Regions from separate parts of the Mus musculus genome. Here all the other regions are linked to region 2. Evidence: chromatin contacts called from public Hi-C and HiChIP or PLAC-seq data. All regions are on one chromosome and are shown on one strand. The core of a region is the stretch at or near the end of the contact, and the rest is flanking DNA. Distances in the headings are between cores, read along the strand shown.

Region 1 (4,135 bases), core at 315-2,814, 1.4 Mb after region 2:
ATCTACGGACACTGAGTCTGCTGTTTCCTGTCCCTGTCTGCACCAACAGGCCTTACCTTGTTTCCTTTCCCATCTGACAACTTGGTTTCTCCCCACCAGCGGGTTTAGGGCCCTCCGTGTTCCTTTGGCCTGTCCCTGCTGTTTGTGTGTCATCCTGCACTGTCTGGGGTGCTGCAACATTGGGTTTCCAGTCGAGCTTGGTGGGGGCCATCCCAGTTCTCCTGGGATCCCAGTGGCTGCATCTGAGGTGTGTGTCCCTGTGTAGCACCACTTGGGCTCTGTCTCATCAGCCTGCAGGGAACTTTTGTATGGTCACCGTGTCTGCACTGGACAGCCCTTCCTCCCCAGATGTCGCACCGGTGAGAAGTCTTCGAAAAACATAGACCTGGCCTGGCAAAGGCCTGAGAGCCCAGATCCAGTATCAGACCCCCAGATATAGGGCGATGGCTCCCCTCTCCTGCCGTAAGACTGCCTAAAGGTAGCTGATATTGGGCTGGGCTGGTCAGTGGTGAGACCAAGTTCAGATCTCCAGAACCTATGCAAAGATAGCGTATAGCCCAGCTAGCTGAGCTGTCCTCTGACCTGCACACATACATGCATACATACATATATAATTACATATACACACATCATATGCACACGATTTTTAAACGAGTACCTAATATTAGGGTGTTTTCCACCTTGGGTACTTTGTGGTTTCAGAAGCAAAGTTAATCTTTTGAAGGAGCTCCAGGGACTTAAGTAACATGACACTTACCTTAGAAGAACACATTCTTTTTGAAAACAAAAACAAAAAACAAAACAAAACAAAATCCATGTATTTATTAGTATGTATGTGCGCGCACACACCGTGCTACACCCTTCTACCACGCAGGCAGGTTCAGGGAACTGAACTTGCATTGTCTGTCAGGCTTGCCTGCAAGCACCTCACCTGCACAGGGTACCTCACCTGCACAGGGCACCTCACCTGCACAGGGCACCTATCTCACCTGCGCAGGGCACCTCACCTGCGCAGGGCACCTCACCTGCGCATGGCACCTCACCTGCGCAGGGCACCTCACCTGCACAGGGCACCTCACCTGCACAGGGCACCTACCTCACCTGCGCAGGGCACCTCACCTGCGCAGGGCACCTACCTCACCTGCGCATGGCACCTCACCTGCGCAGGGCACCTCACCTGCGCAGGGCACCTACCTCACCTGCGCAGAGCACCTCACCTGCGCAGGGCACAGACATGCTTGAGGATAAGTCTGCAGTGTTTGCCTCTGAAGATCTTCCTTCTCTGCCCTTTTGTTCAAACTCAGCAGTAAATGGTGGGTGTCGTGCGGTTCCCACAGTGGAGGGACTCCCCTAGGGCCCCTCTGGCTTGTCCCGCATGGCCTGCCCTTTGCAGGCGTCCTTCTGCGTCAGGGCCTCGTGTTTCCGAGAGGGACTTTGGATTTCACGTCTCCTCCCTCTCCCCAGTAAAGTTCCATCGTCTTTGGTTCAGCTCCTGCCAGAGTCTCCTATTGTATGTGTGTCACAATTACGGGGCCCAGCCATTTCCTTCCTTGTACTCTGTCTTGTTTTCCCCATCTTGGGGTTTGTAATTCCCCTTTTCTGTGTGGTCCAGCGTGCTCGGTGTCCCGCACCCTTCTGGCAGGCTGCTGCCTCCGCAGCCCGGCCCTGGCTCTAGGTAGGACCTTCTGACCCACGAGTGGTCTTCCTCCTCATCCAGGACTTCCGGGAGGAAAAGGTTCCATCCTGGACTCACATGTCTTTCTTTCTTGAATTACTCCTCTCGGGTTATTAAGGAGCATTCTTCACCTACTTCCCGAGAAGGGTCCTGAGCGGCCGCCCCGCCAGCCTGGTGACTCGGCCCCTTTTGAAAACACTGTTGAGGGACTTGAGATTGGGAGGCAAGTCCTCGACCTCGAGTCCCTTCACTGCCTGTTCTCGCTCGGACCTCAGCTGCCCGAGTAGCTGGGTGACAACCCTGTGCCCAAACCCGTGGGGGGCGGGGGGGGCAGAGTTCAACTTCAGGTACCAGTTCTCCCCAGTGTCCTCAGGGTGCACTCCCTGGCCTAAAACCCCCCAGTTACTCTAGGCTGACTGGCCTGTGAGTCCCAGGGACCCTCCTGCCCCCTGCCCCCTGCCTCCTGCCTCCTCCGTGCTGGGATTACAAGTGCCAGCCACCACACCCAGCTTTTTGATGTAGGTTCTAGACATCAATTTCAGATCTTCATACTTATGTGGCCAGCACTTTACCAGCTGTGGTACCTTCACAGCCCTGGCCCTGGCAGCCCTTGCAGACTGTAACCCTCCACCCCCAATTTGACAGTACTGTTCCCCTGAACCCAGCAGTTCTAGGGTCTCCACACTGGCTGTGAGGCTGGCACTGGAAGAAAGTGACCAGAGAGGCCCTGCTACTGACACTGTCAAGGTGTTGGGTAGGGTGGGGTGTGGTACTCCTCCTCCATTCAGGTTTCTCTGTTTGAAATCTGCTCACAGTAACATGCAGAAGTGCAGTGGAGTTCAAAGCCTCCTTCAGCTGCTTAGCAAGTTCAAGGCCAGCTAAAGAGGCCCTGGAGAAGATTAGCATGTTCCCTCCCCTGTATAAATGAAAGAAAGAAAAGAAAAAGAAAGTAAGAAGTGACTGCCTGTATGGCTGCCTGTGCCTGTCAGGGGCCCTGGACACCTGAGCCAGGCAGCAGTGTTTCTCGGCATGACTGAGGAGTCAAGCAAGCCAGGCTCCAGGGTGTGGCCCAGGCTGTCACAGGGCCAGCATGAGATTATCAAGGTTGCTGCTGGAACAGGCCAGGGCCAGGCCAGTCCCCAGGAGCTGACTGGCACTACAGCCTGCAAGCTTCATCATTGTCTTCAGAGTGTGCTCACCACCGGGTGTGTGTGTGTGCGTGCGCGCGTGCGTGCGTGTGTGTGTGTGTGTGTGTGTGTGTGTGTGTGTGTGTGTGTGTGTGTGAACTCCTCTGAGGCTGTGCTCGGTTTTCCTCTCTGTTGTTTGAGACAGGGTCTCTCATTGGCCAACAGCAACTTACTTGACAGTGACAGGCATGAGTTTATTCGGCTCTGCTTCCTGTATGCAGACTCCATCACACTCTCCAAGCCGGCCCTCCACCAAGTCCTGGCTCTCTGGCTCCAGGGTGGAGCCAGTCAGTTTTTTTAGGGACTGAGTCCTGGGTTCCCCACAGGGAGGGCTCTGCCTTCCCTAGAAGCAAAAGGCTCCTCCTGAAGGATCAGAGCAACCTTGATCCCCAGGATCAACCTTGACTCCCCAGGATCAGAGCAACCTTGCAGGCATCTCTGTTGTTTCACTGTGGTTCTGTGAGGACAGCTTTTAGGTTTGTTTTGGTTTTGTTTGTTTGTTTGTTTGTTTGTTTGGGTTTTAAAGGCAGAGTCAGTCTTGCTGCCATAGGCTGGTCTGCAGGCTCCAACCCTCTCGGCTGTTCACCCTTGTTGTGAATTTCTCCTCACTTGGCCAGGGATTCCGCGGTCCCAGTGGTCATTTTAAGGCTCTGAGACCTGAGCCCCAGCCGCAGGATGCCCTGCCTCAGGCGCAGCTCTCTCCTTGTAGCCTGCTTGCAGCGGTTGTTCAGGGAGGTGGATTGAGAAAGCATGCTGTTCTGCTGTCTGCCTCGCAGAGGCTGCTGGGAAACCGCCATTACAGACTCAGGACTGGAGTGCTCGTTGCACATCCCAACTGTGGCCACACAAGGATCACTCACTGGCAGGAGCCAGGCTGAATCAGCTGAGGTTGCCTTCTCAAGTGGGGGAGGGGCATAAATGCATCCTGAGCCCAGAGTCTCACACATGCTAGGCAAGCCCTCTGCCACTGACCACAACCCCAGCCCCTCTCTTCTAGATAAGTGCTCTACCACTGAGCTACGTTCTGAGACTCTTTTAATTTTTTTTTTTTTTGGAGGGGGAGGACAGGGGTCAGTGGGGACAAGACAGGACTGAGTCTCAGTTCCCTAGGCTGGACTTGAACTCATTTCGTATCCCAGACTAACCTTGAGCTATAATCCTCCTGCCTCATCTTCCCCAGTATCTGGGACAACAGGCCTGCAACCATCAGGTCTGCCTCTTGACTTTTCCTGTGGGCCACACACACGAAGACCTTGACTCTGGATTTTTGTGT
Region 2 (3,978 bases), core at 504-3,003:
GGTGGCACACATATGTACTCTCTGCACTTGGGAGACTGAGAAAGGAGGATGGCCTTGTCTCACAATTTTAAGGGCTGGTCATGTAGCTCTGTTGGTAGAGTGTTTGCCTGGTTTGCACAAAGCATGAATCCATGTAAGACATCTGTAATCCCAGTATTTGAGAAGTGGAGGCAGAAGATCAGAGGGGCATCTTCAGTAAACAGTGAGGTTAAGGCCAGCCTGGGTTGCGTGAGATTGTGCCTTTTAAAGAAGAAGAAGAAGAAGAAGAAGAAGAAGAAGAAGAAGAAGAAGAAGAAGAAGAAGAAGAAGAAGAAGAAGAAGAAGAAGAAGAAGAAGAAGAAGAAGAAGAAAAAGAAGAAGAAAATGAAGAAGAAGAAGAAGAAGAAGAAGAAGAAGAAGAAGAAGAAGAAGAAGAAGAAGAAGAAGAAGATGGTAAAACTGGGTGGTTTTTTTTTATATCACAAAAATTTAGCATCGGGGTTTTCTTAACACCCATGTAGGATAATACTCAAAACACAGTTTAGAGAGAAACTAAACTGTTTACTACACAGTTTAGAGTTTAGATGAAAGGGAGAAAGAAAAGGAGGGAAATGATCGAGTGAAGAAATAAGGATGCAAATGAGCTTAGTGTGATGGATATGGTGTGCTCTGTTCCCCAAAGGCTCACATGTTGGAATACTGGGTCCCCAGGTGGCAGCTCAGCTTTGTGAACCTCAAGGAAGTGGAACTTACGGAGCAAGTGGGTCGCTGGAGGATGGGAATTAAAGTTTACAGCCCCTACTAACAAGAGCACATGACTTCCAAACCCCGCCTCCAGGTCTGTGTTCAAGTAGCTCCCTGTAGGATCTATTCCCAAGTTCAAAGTTGCCCTTGCCCTTGCTCTAGCTATGTGACCCCTCCCCCCTTTACCTATTAGAGTCAAGGGACTCTGAGGCTGGCCTCGTTCTGCCACTGAAGCACACATATTTCAGTCACCAACCTGGTGCCACGTCCTTAATGACTCCAGACTGTGACTGCTCTGCCATCTCTGCCTGCAACAGCTGCTCCCTCCGTCTGCTCACGGAGCCAGTGCAAGCTGCGCTAGCGTTAGTTACTTTTCTCCTCACTAGGACAAAACACTTGGCAGGAATGGCTTCCGAGATGAAGAGTTTATTTGGGCAAACAGATAAAGGGGATGTAGTCCGTCATGGCAGAGAAAGTGTGGCAGCTGGGATTGGCTCTGCAGAAGCCACAGACACCTGTTTCTTCTCATCTCTTTGAACCAGGAAGCAAAGAGTTTGGGCAGAAAGCTTGCAGTGATCTACTCCTTCCAGCTGGGCCCCACTTCCCGTTTGCTAAACTCCCCATATAGCGCCATCAGCTGGGGAGCAAGTGTTCAAACCCATGAGCTGATCAGGGCGACTCACAGTGGAATCCTAACACTGAGCAGCGCAGATTCCTCATGAGACAATGCTGAGCTCAGATGGATGCTAATGGCATTGTCTCGGCTTAGCCTTCATTAGAGACCCTCTTTGTCTAACAAAGTCTAAAGTTCCAAGCAGTCTTGTTAACTAGTGTTAACTGTGGTCTGTCTAGACCGGGGTTTCTAGGAACTTGGCTTCTTGTTTAAAGAATTGAAAAAAGTGTGCTCAAAGAGAGAAGCAACGAAGGATTTTATTCAGAATCAGAGCGAAGGTATAGGGTAGATAAGGCTGTAAGGGAACACTCAGCTCTGAGAAAGCTTGTCGCTCAACCTCCCCCCTCCCCCCTCCCCCCCCTCCCCGTGACCTCCGGGGACTTCCTTTTATGGGTTCTTGAGGGATTGGTTGCTATGGGCGGAGTGAGGGTGGTTTCTGCTTTTGATTGACAGACTTGGGTTATGTAGGCTTTTGTTCAGTGTACATACCCTTTCCCACAATGCATCTGACTTTAATCGTGTGTACATCCAGTCATTAATAAGATGGCAAATTAGGGAGTTTTTCCTAAAAGTTCACCCACAGGATAGTTTGCCTTATTGTACATGCACTTGAAACCAGTCCAGGAGGTATTGTCCCGCTTGCTGCTCCTAGTTCCAAAATACACTTCAGGATGTGTTTAGCAACGAAAGGGGAATTTCTAGGGAACTCGAGTTTGGAGTGAGAATAGACTCCTGGATACACGGGTGCGTAAGGTTTGATGAAGGTGGGGTTTCCAAAAGGCATTTGTGTAATTGAAGCCAAGTGGGTTCCAGGTCGCTAAGTTGTCCCTATGCTTGTCTGCCTCGCTAGGACCTCCATCATCATCGAAGCCTTACTAATCCTTACCAGTTCTTTCAAGGTGCCATCTTCTATTCTCAGCACCTCCTGTACCTGTTTTCTCTGTGCTAGCACCCAGACGCAAACTTGTTCCCCACCCCCACCCCCCACCCCCACCTACTCCCCGCTCCTAGCTGCCCTTGAACTTCTCCCTTCTGATGATCCCTTCCACCCTGCTTTGCCCCATGCAGCCCATTGATCGAGTTTCTCTGGTTCTCTCTCCTAGTGAAGCCCACAGCCACACCTCACTTCTTTCCAGCTACCGCAGTGTGGACCCCAGAGGGGGCACCACGCATCGCCTGTGTCCCCTGGGCCAGCGCTCCACCTGGCAGACAGGCCTGTGTTTTCATTGCACTTGAGATTTGTTTTTGCTGCAGATGGTGAGACACGCTTTCACAGAAATGATTGCCCCAGAGGAAGATTGTACTCACAAATCCCCAGGATAGGGAGGCGGGGGGGGGGGGGGGGGGGAGGAGAAGATCGCAGGGCATGCTGGGAAGTACCTGCCCTGGTCAGGAGGGCCTTCAGTGTGACTTCCGACAATGGATCCCTAAGGCAGGGCAGGCAGGCTTAGCATTGGGTATTTGCTTTGTTGTTTGGGTTGGATTTTCCCCAGTGCTGGAGATCAAACTCAGGGCCATCAGTATACGAGCACTGAGCCATATCTGCAGTTCCCAGGGCTGACTTACTTGAGTGATTCCAGTGTGTATGGGTCCTTGAAACTGTCTTTGGTTTGTCTGGGACTGGTCCTGAGGTGGCTAGGTGTTGTGTGACTTCTTTTGAGAGACATGAGCAAATGTCTATTCACCTCAGGTAGGGTAGTGACAACAGGCTGTATTTTTCTTCCAGACCCAGCTGCTGGATCAGTGAGCTTGCTAGGACTACATACAGGAGCATTTAGGACTAAGAGGCAGCTGCATCACCAAAAAAATTCACCCCAGCACACACATAAACACACACACACACACACACACACGTATATATACACAAATATACATGTACACACACAAATACAAGCATATAAATATGTATACACAAATATACATGCACACACAAACACAAATATGTACACATACATGCACAAATATGCACATAGACAAACAAATATACATATACACACATATACAAATATACATTTATATACAAACAGGCACAAATATACCTATACACAAAATATACTATATGCATAAAATATATACATACACAGATATACATATACACACAAAATGCATGTACACAAATACATATACATACATAAACATACACACAAACACACACAAATATACACACATATATACAAATATATATATACACACAAAACCTCAAATGTACACATTAAAAATATACATTTACACACAAACACACATAAATATACATATAAACCAATATACATATATGCACAAATATACATATATACACACAAGCACACATGTAAAATACATGTATACAAACACATATATACACACATACACAATACACACATGCAAAATACATATACATATATACACACATACATACACATATACACATTTACACAAACATACATGTTTTAGGTATGAAAGAAACAAGGCTTTAAAATATGTAGGTTGTTGTTGGTGAAGATGTAGCAGGATCTGTTTGGAGGCTTGATCAGGAAGTTGAGACTGCCTCTCTATCAGCTGCTTGCTGGGCAACAGCTATCTAAGAAGGGGTGTGGACTCAGGGT
Region 3 (4,080 bases), core at 377-2,876, 1.3 Mb after region 2:
AAAGGCAGCTGTATCACTGGAAAGTCTACCCCAGCGTGGGTGACTCAGAAGCTGCAGACCTGGAACCTCCTATGCAACTTGCAGGCAGCTCCACGGAAGAACCTTTTCTTCCCCCATAATTCTTTACTACTTACCTAGCCACAGGAAGGAGCCTTGTGAGTTCTGTAAGTTTCTTGAGCTTCCTGAGTTGTACAAGTTTCCTGTGAGTTTTCCAGACTTCTCCCCCTGCTTTTCTCTATTCCAATCAGAGGAAACAGTTACACAGTGTTGTTGGGGAAAGCTGGGTAGGGAGATTTCAGAGTGAATCTGTATGTTAACTACCTCTTGCTTTGACAACTACAGCTGGGCGAGTATGCTTGGTTAGTGGTTGCCTACGATGCACAGAATTCTGAGTTCGAGACCTACATTTTAAAGGGAGCTCAAGAGGCTTGGGAGGTGGCTCAGTAGGTAAAAGTACTTACTGCACAAGCATAAGGTCTTGTGTTCGAATCCCCAGCACCCACATAGAAAAGCCACATGGTGCCTGATACTCCTGCGCTACTAAGAATGGAGCGAACTTGCTGCTAACTGTCCTAGTTTGCTTTCTGTTGCTGTGACAAAACTGCATCACCAAAAACAAGTTGGAGAGGAAACCGTTTAGTTGGCTTACAGCTTACAGTGCATTATGGAGAGACATCTGGGTAAGAACTGGAGGCAGGAACGGAAGCAGGGATCATGGAGGAACACCGCTTAATGGCTTGTTCCTCATGGCAGGACCATCTGCACAGGGGTGGCATCACCTCCCATGTCTTAGTTAGGATTTTGCTACTGTGAAGAGACACCATGAACAGACACCTCTTATAAAGGACAACATTTAATTAATTGGGGCTGGCTTATAGGTTCAGTGGTTCAGTCCATTATCATCAAGGTGGGAACATGGCAGCATCCAGACAGGCATGGTGCAGGAGGAGCTGAGAGTTCTACATCTTCATCTGAAGGCCACTAAGAGAAGACTGACTTCCAAGCAGTCAGGATGAGGGTCTTAAAGCCCACGCCTACAGTGACACACCTACTCCAACAAAGCCACACCTGCTAATAGTGTCATTCCCTGAGCATATACAAGCCATAATATCCTGTATCAATCATTAATCGAGAAAATGGTAGCAGGGTGTGATGGTGGGCGCCTTGAATCCCAGCACCTTGGGAGCGGGGCAGGTCTCTGAGTTTGGCCAGATTGGTCTGTAAGAGAATTCCATGATAGCCAGAGCTTGAAAGAGTGACACTCTCTCAAATAGAAAAAAAAAAAAAAAAAAAACAGGCTTGCCTACAGGCCAATTAATGGAGGCATTTTCTCAACTGAGTTCCCTGTTCCCAGACAAGGTCTCAGTCTATGCCCATGTACACACTTGTGTGCTTATACCCCCACACCGCCCAAAAAGGGATGTAAAATGACATCATATAGATGAAATCTTACATTAAACCTTAGGAGACTCGTAGACAGCTTGTTCTCCCTCTCCCTTGGAGCATACTAGGCTTCGCAGAGCAGGAAAAAAAAGTGTGGCCCATAGGTACAAGACATCCTTGGCAAACCCGCCTGCCTAGCACAGCTTCCCCACACCACATGGCTGTTACAGGCTGCATTTCGCAAGCAACAGTCAAAAGAAGCAGGCTGCACCTCATCTGTTTCCAATTATCCCAGCACTCTGTGTGTTTAACACAGCTATGCTGTTTCTAAATGGCCAAAAGCCAGGCTGGGGGGCGGGGGGGGGGGGCAGGCCATCTCAGACACCACTTCCTTCCCGAGGTGACACACTTCTTCCCAGAAGTGGGCAACTCTGTGGGCTTTCTGCTTGCTCAAAAATGGGGTGATAGTTCTAGATGGGTGGTGGTGCACATCTGTAATCCCAAAACTTGGGGCGGGGGAGGGAGCTGAAGTTTCAAGTTCAAGGCCAGCCTGGGCTACATGGTAAGACCCTGTCTTTAAAATACAAAAGGAAAGATGTTGCTACCCTCAGCACAGAACCCGTTAGCTCCTAACTTTATCTCCCCACTGTCTTTAAAGCTTTCTTTTCTGAAGTTCACAGTTCTGAAGTTTTCTCATTGAGCACTCCCTCCCTTGGGTCCTGCTCTTTTTATGTTTAATTTATTTTAAATGTTTATTGTATTTTTAAAATTTCTTTTGTTTAGTGGTGGGAGCACTCATACCCAGGGACACATAAGTCTGAGGACAACTTGTGGCAATCGGTTCTCTCCTTCAAACTCAAGCTGTCTGGTTTGGTGGCAAGCTCCTTTAACCCACTTCGCTACCAGGTGACCCTCCCAGTTTTCTCAAATGTAAGTTTTGGTTATGGTTTTAGATTAAATAAAATTTGAAATTAATGCTGAATAACCACATTTGACCATTATTATTGCTGTTGTTGCTGTTTTGACATAGGCTCTTTCTGTGTAGCCCAGGCTGGCTTCAAATTTGCTGTTATTCAACAATGATCTTAAACTCACAATTCTCCTTTCTCAGCTTCGCAAGTGGTGGTATAAGCTGCCATTCCTGGAGAGTAGTACCTAGTAGAAGAACAGTTATTTCAGTTTTGAATGAATAAATAATGTGATTATTGTGAACTTGCTTATACACACAGTGGGAATTCTTAAGCTTCATAGTCACATGACATCATTACTCTGAGAGACTACATGAAATTGAGAATCTGGGGTATGCAGAAACATGGAGTAACTTATATATTGTCGTGTGGGAAGGGGAACCGCTGGAACCCTAGGTGTCTGGCCCCACAGTCTGCCTTGCACACACCCCACACACATGCCAGCACATGAGCAAATTTACCCCAAAGATAGATCTCTGTGATCCTCTGTGTGCATCACAAAGCAAGAAAACACAAAGTTCTATGGTCACAGACCTTTGATCCCAGAGTCGCAGGATGCTGAGGCAGGAGGATTGATCACAAGTTCAAGACCTGACTGGGCCATAGAGCAGTCTCAAGATCAGGCTACATAATTTAGTGAGACCCTGTGTCAAAATAAAAAAGATAACAAATGTGCTCAGTGGTAAAGCACCTGCCTAGAACCCCCCCCCCCCCCCCCCCCCGAGTGAGGAGCTGGGGCGTGGCTCAGTGGTAGAGCCCCTGCCTAAAATCTCCCAGTGAGGGGTTGGGGGTATGGCTCAGTGGTAGAGCCCTGCCTAGAATCCCCCAATGAGGGACTGGGGCGTGGCTCAGTGGTAGAGCCCCTGCCTAAAATCCCCCAGTGAGGGGCTGGGGTATAGCTCACTGGTAGAACACCTGCCTGGAATCCCGCAGTTAATGGGGTGTAGCTCAGTGGTCGAGCAGTTGTGCTATGGATACCAGTACTGAAAACAATTAGTATGTTGTAGGACTTGTTCACATATAAATGGGTCTCTCTCTCTGTGTGTGTGTGTGTGTGTGTGTGTGTATTTCTGGAAGTAGCCTGAGCCTTTTGGTTGTGTTGTGTTTTTGGGAACCTAGTTTGCAGGCTTGAAAAAAGAGGTTTTTAACTGAGAGATTCAATCAGATGGGAAAAGTTCCCAGGAACAACGGCTTTCAGCCCCAGAGGAAAGATAACAGACGCGATCAGAGACTGAAACAGACTCTGAAACACCAGAAGCAACAGGGACCTGTGCTCTGCTCTATTTTTAAGATTTATTTTAGGAGAATGGGGAGATGGTTCAATGGTTAAGAGCACTGGCTGCTCTTGCTGGGGATACAAGTTGGATGGACAACCCCCACATGGTGGCTCACAACAGTCTGCAGCTCCATTCTCAAGATGTCTCTTGCCCTCCTCAGGCCTCTGCAGAACTTCACAAATGCCGTGTATAGACTTAAATGTAGATAAAACATCCACTTATAAAATGGAAACAATTTCATTATACACAGGGTGGTGTATGTATTTATGTGAGTGCAGGTACCCCTGCGGGCCAGAAGAGGGCGTTGGAGTCCCTGAAGCTAGAGCTTTAGGCAGCTGCGAGTCACCCCATGTGGGTGCTAGGAACCAAACTTGTATGCACACACACACACACACACGCGCACAAACATAACACACATACATATCACTCAGACACACCATGCCACACACACA

What was found. Hi-C and Micro-C count contacts between places; a contact is called where the count stands out from the background. HiChIP or PLAC-seq counts read pairs in DNA pulled down with a chosen protein or histone mark.
Region 1: an H3K27ac HiChIP or PLAC-seq map of microglia shows a contact between it and region 2, with 6 times the contacts expected there. The contact joins two enhancer-like sites. A contact is called at or near these places in 2 of 39 promoter capture datasets (hippocampal neurons and pre-B cells), 2 of 15 datasets of contacts at CTCF or cohesin (large pre-B cells and pro-B cells), 12 of 484 Hi-C or Micro-C datasets (B cells, cerebellar granule neurons, cerebellum and 8 more) and 7 of 115 datasets of contacts at active chromatin or transcription factors (T-cell acute lymphoblastic leukemia, bone marrow-derived dendritic cells, embryonic stem cells and 3 more).
Region 3: a contact with region 2 is called in a Hi-C map of bone marrow-derived macrophages, with 9 read pairs. The contact joins two enhancer-like sites. A contact is called at or near these places in 2 of 39 promoter capture datasets (cranial neural crest and hippocampal neurons), 1 of 484 Hi-C or Micro-C datasets (bone marrow-derived macrophages) and 2 of 115 datasets of contacts at active chromatin or transcription factors (astrocytes and large pre-B cells).

What each region holds. Positions count from the first base shown.
Region 1 is chr5:142,442,222-142,446,356 of GRCm38.p6, forward strand. The region is part of intron 2 of Foxk1 (forkhead box K1); the gene reads left to right. Among named protein-coding and RNA genes, the nearest start is that of Ap5z1, 20 kb to the right of the region's middle. Within about 2 kb of position 1,565, at least 68 of the 459 cell types and tissues checked have an H3K27ac peak or open chromatin away from gene starts, as enhancers often do. A contact at or near this core is called in microglia, where this site is marked.
Region 2 is chr5:141,083,143-141,087,120 of GRCm38.p6, forward strand. No RefSeq gene overlaps it. Among named protein-coding and RNA genes, the nearest start is that of Gm38730, 20 kb to the left of the region's middle. Within about 2 kb of position 1,754, at least 57 of the 459 cell types and tissues checked have an H3K27ac peak or open chromatin away from gene starts, as enhancers often do. A contact at or near this core is called in bone marrow-derived macrophages and microglia, where this site is marked.
Region 3 is chr5:142,379,070-142,383,149 of GRCm38.p6, forward strand. Gm31127 (a long non-coding RNA gene) reads right to left here. Exons shown (of 4, transcript XR_377178.3): 3 at 2,479-2,538; 4 at 621-1,218. Among named protein-coding and RNA genes, the nearest start is that of Gm31127, 7.1 kb to the right of the region's middle. Within about 2 kb of position 1,627, at least 71 of the 459 cell types and tissues checked have an H3K27ac peak or open chromatin away from gene starts, as enhancers often do. A contact at or near this core is called in bone marrow-derived macrophages, where this site is marked.